2 separate regions of the Sus scrofa genome follow, and region 1 is linked to region 2. The links are chromatin contacts, called in public Hi-C maps. All regions are on one chromosome and are shown on one strand. The core of a region is the stretch at or near the end of the contact, and the rest is flanking DNA. Distances in the headings are between cores, read along the strand shown.

Evidence for each region. A called contact is a pair of places that touch in the nucleus more often than the background predicts.
Region 1: a Hi-C map of alveolar macrophages shows a contact between it and region 2, with 2.6 times the contacts expected there. The contact joins the enhancer-like site here to the promoter of CEP120 in region 2. A contact is called at or near these places in 5 of 47 Hi-C or Micro-C datasets (alveolar macrophages, embryonic fibroblasts and fetal heart ventricle) and 1 of 2 datasets of contacts at active chromatin or transcription factors (alveolar macrophages).

Annotation. Positions count from the first base shown.
Region 1 is chr2:127,121,322-127,124,374 of Sscrofa11.1, forward strand. The region is part of intron 13 of CSNK1G3 (casein kinase I); the gene reads left to right. Among named protein-coding and RNA genes, the nearest start is that of CSNK1G3, 110 kb to the left of the region's middle. Within about 2 kb of position 1,765, at least 2 of the 83 cell types and tissues checked have an H3K27ac peak or open chromatin away from gene starts, as enhancers often do. A contact at or near this core is called in alveolar macrophages, where this site is marked.
Region 2 is chr2:126,928,817-126,931,752 of Sscrofa11.1, forward strand. It overlaps CEP120 (centrosomal protein of 120 kDa), which reads right to left and starts at 1,301. Exons shown (of 21, transcript XR_002341873.1): 1 at 1,054-1,301; 2 at 723-800.

The DNA of each region.
Region 1 (3,053 bases), core at 515-3,014, 190 kb after region 2:
TTACTTTTTTTTTTTTCACTGTAGTGGAGAATTTTTTTCCAGGCAGATAATGCAAATGATAGTAATAACCTCATCATTCCTTCCAGGAATGTAGGAGAATAAGCCTTCCTTTAAGTTTAGTTATTAAGTTTTTAAGTAGTATGAAATCATCTTTGTTTCTCCTTTTTTTCCTGCATTCCATCATTTACTAAACAGTTACTGTGTGTTTGGTAACATGACGGTCATGAAGATAAGTCAAGGCCCTTTTGTTCCATTAGAGTAGATAGTAAGCACACCAGTGACTTTTCCATAGGAGTTCTCAACCGTGGTTTCATAGCACAGTCATCTGCAGAGTTTTAAAAATATGCCGATACTTAGGCTTCACTTTGTGGGTGATGGGGTCTGGTTACCAATATTTTTAAAATTCCTTAAAGCTGATTCTGAAGAGCAGCCAAGATTAAGAATCACTGATCTAAAACAAGGTATTATAGGATGAACACTATGGAGTCTGGAGACTGGAGTTTGTACTTTGAGCTGAAGATTAGGGGAGTCTTCACGGGTAAGGATATGTTTGTGCTGATTCTCAAAGATGAGTATGATTTGGCAAGGGAGATGGAGATCAGAGGGAAGAGGTTGAGCAATAGTGTGGAGCAGGGAAAGAATGGGCAGGTTTAAGTAGTGACCCATGCAGATAGAGAATGTGAATACATTAATGGGAAGTGCTAGGCTAAGTGCCTGATTTCAAAGGGCCTTCAGTAGCAAGCAAGGTAAAAAAAAAAAAAAAAAAAAAAAAAAAAATTGGACATTATCTTTCTTAGCACATGAGAATGCGCTGTGGATTTAAGCCAAGAAATGGTATAATCAGATTGAACCTTAAGAAAATTAATTTGATGGTAGTTTTGAGGCTTATGTCACCTCCTAGGATTCATCAGATTGCAGAAAATCTCCCTTCCTTCCTTTGATAGTACAGGCTGCCTGGAGAGGAAGCCTAGTGGAGGGTAAGACTGAGAGGAGAGTAGAAATAGGTTGGAAGCACATTTTAAGAGGTGTGTGGACTTAATGCCTTAGTCAGTGGAGAACCATTGCTGAGATTTCAGAGGAAAAGCACATGGCCATATTTATGATAAGGGAAGTTTGCATGCCTTAAAGTGGAGGTCAGTTAAAAAGGCTTTTACCAATGATGGAGGCAAGAAGTTAGGAATTATGCCAGCATGAGAGGGTGGGGAAATTTTAAAAGTCACTTCAGCCTTGGGGAACTAATTGCATGTGGATGGAGAGTAAGAAATTGAAAGTGGGGATGGGTCTGCAAGTTCCTAGTTAGATAGTTACCTGGATGGTCCTGCTCTGTGATCTAAACTCTACCTGCTTAACTAAACGAACGGCTCCTCATTTTTATAACTGATAGCTCTAGAGAAATGAAATTACATTTAAGTATAAGTTTTAAGGGGATAAATCCTTTGACAGTGAATTAAAGATGAGTTGCCATGAAAGGTGTTTTCTGTATACTCATCAACCAGATGAGGAGAGGCTGGGTTCTGGAATAAATGGCTAAGGTCTGACAGGTACCGCAGTCCCTCAGCCGGAGGATGAACCATTAAGTCAACGTAAGGAGAGCTAAGAACTTCAGATGCAGACAGAAGAACATGCTTCAGTTTCTGGGTAGACTTTTGAGAAGAACGTATATGGCATAATCCAGGAAAACAAGCCATATTTTAAAAGAAGGAAGAGGCAGTCAGTAGTGGGGAAATGATGGTGTGAGTCAATAGCAAAACCATGTGTTGTCTACAGAGTTTAGGACTTTGACCCATTATGACTTCTTGTTTTCTCCCTATACAGTGTTTTCAGCCATAGCCTTAGTGTTAATCAGAAGCAGAACTTAGCATTTATTCCCAAAGGATTTAAGAGTAGAAATGTGACTTCAAAGCTTCTAGGCTAGCCATTCAGTGGTAAGGTCAGAGGCATGATCCTGATGTGAGAGTATATTGGCTTACTGGAACCACGTGAGGAATAATCCAGAAAGAGCCAAGAAGAAGCATCGTTGACAAGAACATGATTCTAACGTCTGGTCAGCTTAATCTTTCCCTAAGGTACTTGTCAGTAGTCTAGATCTGAGGAGACCCCACTTGAGGTGTGAACTAAGGAATAAGAAAATGTAGTCACTGAGCAGCAAGGAGAGAAAATATCCTTAAAAATTTCAAAGGTGTGAGTTACTTTCTAACCAGATAATTGAATTTGTTGATAAAAATGACTTGCTCATATCATCTGTGAAAACTTCTGTATGTTCTGATTCCTGGAATCTCTGCTATAAACTCTATTATTGTCAGTCATTGTTTCCAGTAACTTTCCCCCCTTTTCAGCTGTACTAATTTACAATTATATGGTTTATTTTTATGCATTTGTCTGCTCTCCTGGAAATTTCTGACATGATGTCCACTAAGCATTTCCACTGTCACCTCATTGCATTCAGGATGAGACCTCACTGGAAATAGAGAAGGAGGAAGGTGACCTGGCAGTTGTATCTAGAAAGCCATGCTTTTTGACACTTAGACTTCTTTAATAATTTGGTGCAAACAATTTTTCTCCAGAAAACCTTCAACAGGCACTAAACTCTGTATTTTATAGGGTTTCAGTATGTGGCCAGTGGTTAAGAACTTTAGCTTTAGAACAGGCTTAAGAATTTTAGAATTTAGAATTTCAACTAGGTCCTTTTTTTTTTCTTTCTTTTAATAGGGCCGCACTTGTGGCATATGGAAGTTCCCAGGCTAGGGATCAGGAGTGGAGTTGGAGCTACAGTTGCAGCCCTACACCACAGCCTCAGCAACACGGGATCCGTGCCACATCTGCAACCGTATGGCACAGCTCATGGCAATACCAGATCCTTAACCCACTGAGCGAGGCCAGGGATTGAACCTACATCCTTGTAGATACTAGTTAGGTTTGTTACTGCTGAGTCATGATGGGAACTCCTTAACTAGGCTCTCACTCTAGGAGTTGCGTTTATGAAACAAATCATTCATTTTTTCAGTAAAATGAATACAAACTTTGTGCCCATTTGTGAGATGTGTCTGTAAGAC
Region 2 (2,936 bases), core at 51-2,550:
TGCCTGGAATGCCCTTCCTTCCTTTTTCCACTTGACGAATTCCTAATCATCTTTTAGGACCCGAATAAACTCCATCTCCTCTAGGAAACCTTTCCCAGCTTGCCCAGGCAAAAGAGACCATACCCACACCCTGATGCATTATTTGAATGATTTGTTGCTCTTCATGCTACACCTTTAGCTTTTAGAACCAGGACTGGTTTACAGGCTCAGCGCACTGCCTCACAGTCAGTGAGATGCCTAATAAACAAATGTCACTCCTTCGACAAATCAAACTTTAAGGCATGCAAGTGTAACAGACCCTCCTGACAACTGTCTTCTAAGGCCCCCATCGACTTGTAAAGAGAAACTTGTACTAGAGTGAAAGCAAAATTTTCACCAATGGTATTACCGGGAAGTCGCTGAACAGATCGTGCTTTCCAAGCACACTTTCAGCTCATAATATCAAAGTCACATACACGCTGCTTCTGATGCAAATCGTTTTGCCAAGATCCTCTGGGGTCTATGGCTAGTCACGCTATATATCACCGATCTCTAACAGCGCTCATATTCCCTTGAGGGATTTTTAAATCAATTGCCTAACGGACCTCACTACGTACAACTCTGAACAAGTCTCTGGGGGCCGCACAAGCCAGGGTTCCTAAGGTTAACAAAGCCTCGGCCCCGCACTACTCTGTTAAAATTCTGGAAGCAGCAGTTGCAAAAGCAGGTGCCGGGCCACTCACCTTCGAGGATGGACACGACGATGAGCAGTTGGTCGGACTTGGAGACCATGGTCGCGGTCGGCGGCCCACAGGCGGGGTCTGCTGGGAGGAAGAGGGGCCCGGGTGAGCTGCAGGTAGCCCGCCACCCACGGCAGGGCTCTGGGTGAGGCTTCCGTCGCCCGCCCGTGGCCCCAGACGCCCGGACCCAGCTCTGCGGCCCGCTTGTAGCGCGCCCGGCTTCCCGTCCCCAGGCTGACAGTCCACCCGCAACCGGGCCCCGACAGAAGACAAAAGCCACTCAGCAGCCGGCTGGGCCAGTCTGCAGGGAGAGGGGAGCCCGCCGCCTGAGCACCTTTTGCCGCCCGCGTAGCCGCTTTTCAAACGCCCGGGCAGCCGCCGCGGCCGCCACCGCGCCCCGCTTCCGCCTAGCAACCAGGCCCGCAGGCCCTGCGCGCAGGGGAGGCTGGAGGACAAAGGGTGATAGAGACCAGGGCAGTCGAAGATAGAACGCCCCTTAGCCGGCTTCCCTTCCTGGCCTTTTACGCTACGTTCCAGAGGTCTCGGGAGAAGACTAGCCATTACCTCACAGCGCCCCCTGCTAGCCGGATGGGGGAAAGCGGGCGATTTGGTGGAGAACAACTGCGCAGGCGCACTACTGCAGTAAACACTTCCTGAAGTTCCCCTGGGAGGAACGTGAATGCGCTGTATTCTCTGCTTTATGCCCTAAACAACCTGGAAATTGTATCAGTAGTCATTAAAGGAAAAACAAACAAACAAACAAAAACAACAATTAGGTCTGTTCAGGTCCCAAGTATCAACACTGCTTAGAAGTTAAGTTACAGAGCAATAATAATTTACATCTGAACTCTGAAATTGCTAAATTGTCCTCGCGCTGCAGCTCAAGTTTCCACGCCTTATAAACAAGTAGCGTCAATACGGTAATTACTGTAACGTTGGCAGTGACGTAAGCTCTCTGAGAATTTCCTGTGCTTTAGAAATTACCCTAAAACAAAAACATTGTCACGTGGGCAGTGAAATTAAAGGTATAGGGTTTTCTAACCCCGGACCACAAAGTAACTAATTAGCAAAATCAAGACCAGAAATTAAACAAGGCTGACAACCGACATTTTCCCTTTTCCACCCTTCTCCCCCTAAAACTTCAGGCATTATTTTAGAGAAGATTAAAAATCTTTTGGAGGTCACCTAGTTTGAAATTGGATCTTGGACGAGATAGGTGGGAGGGAAGAGGAAGAGAGTACAATTTCTCCTTCCCCACCTCCACCTCTGCTTTGTGCAGGGAGCTGGAGACCATACTAGATTACTTCTAAGACCCTTTCAGGGCATTCCCTGGTGGCCCAGCCGTTAAGGACGCAAGGCTGTGGCTGGGGGTTCAGTCCCAAGCCAGGGAACTTCATGCTGGGAGACCCAAAAAAAGAGGAGTTCACTCGCCTTGTGACTCAGTGGAAACTACCCCACCTAGTATCCACGAGAATGCGGGTTCCTTCCCTGGCCTGGCTCAGCGGGGTAAGCATCCAGCGTTGCTGTGACCTGTGGCATAGGCTGGCGACTACAGCTCCACTTGGACCCTAGCCTGAGAACTTCTATATGCTGTGCTGCCCTAAAAAGAAAAAAAAAAAAAGTGGAAGAATCTAAATCCTTTTCAGGACCCTTCAGAGGCCTCCCTGAGTGAAATAACACATTATGCCATATAAAATCAAAATAATGATCTACTTTGGGTTCATTGTTGAATGATACATTCTTTTGAGGAAAATATCAGACTCGAAAGTAGATAGAATAATGTAATGAACCTGTAGGTACCCACAACACAGCTCCAACAATTATCAGCTTAAAACCAATCATCTTCATCTGGTGCAGAGGAGCCATGATTTGAAGGAAATCCCTTATATATTGATTATTCTCTTTCAATATGTACCTCTAAAAAGAGAGACTTTTTTTAAACAATCTTAAAACGTCAGATACTTAACCACAAGTGAGCTATTGCATCTTAAAAGTTAACAGCAATTCCTTAATATAATTAAGTTGTCATGCTCAAATTTCCTTGATTGTCTAAAAATTTTTTTCAGTTAGTTTGTTCAAATCAGGACCCAAACAAGTTCCAGAATATAATGTATTTGGTTGATCTCTCTCTTGCCTCTTCTTCTCTAGAAGTACTAACTCCCACTTTTTTTTCTCTTGAAACTCTTCACTGAAAAAACTAGTCTTGTGTCCTACAGA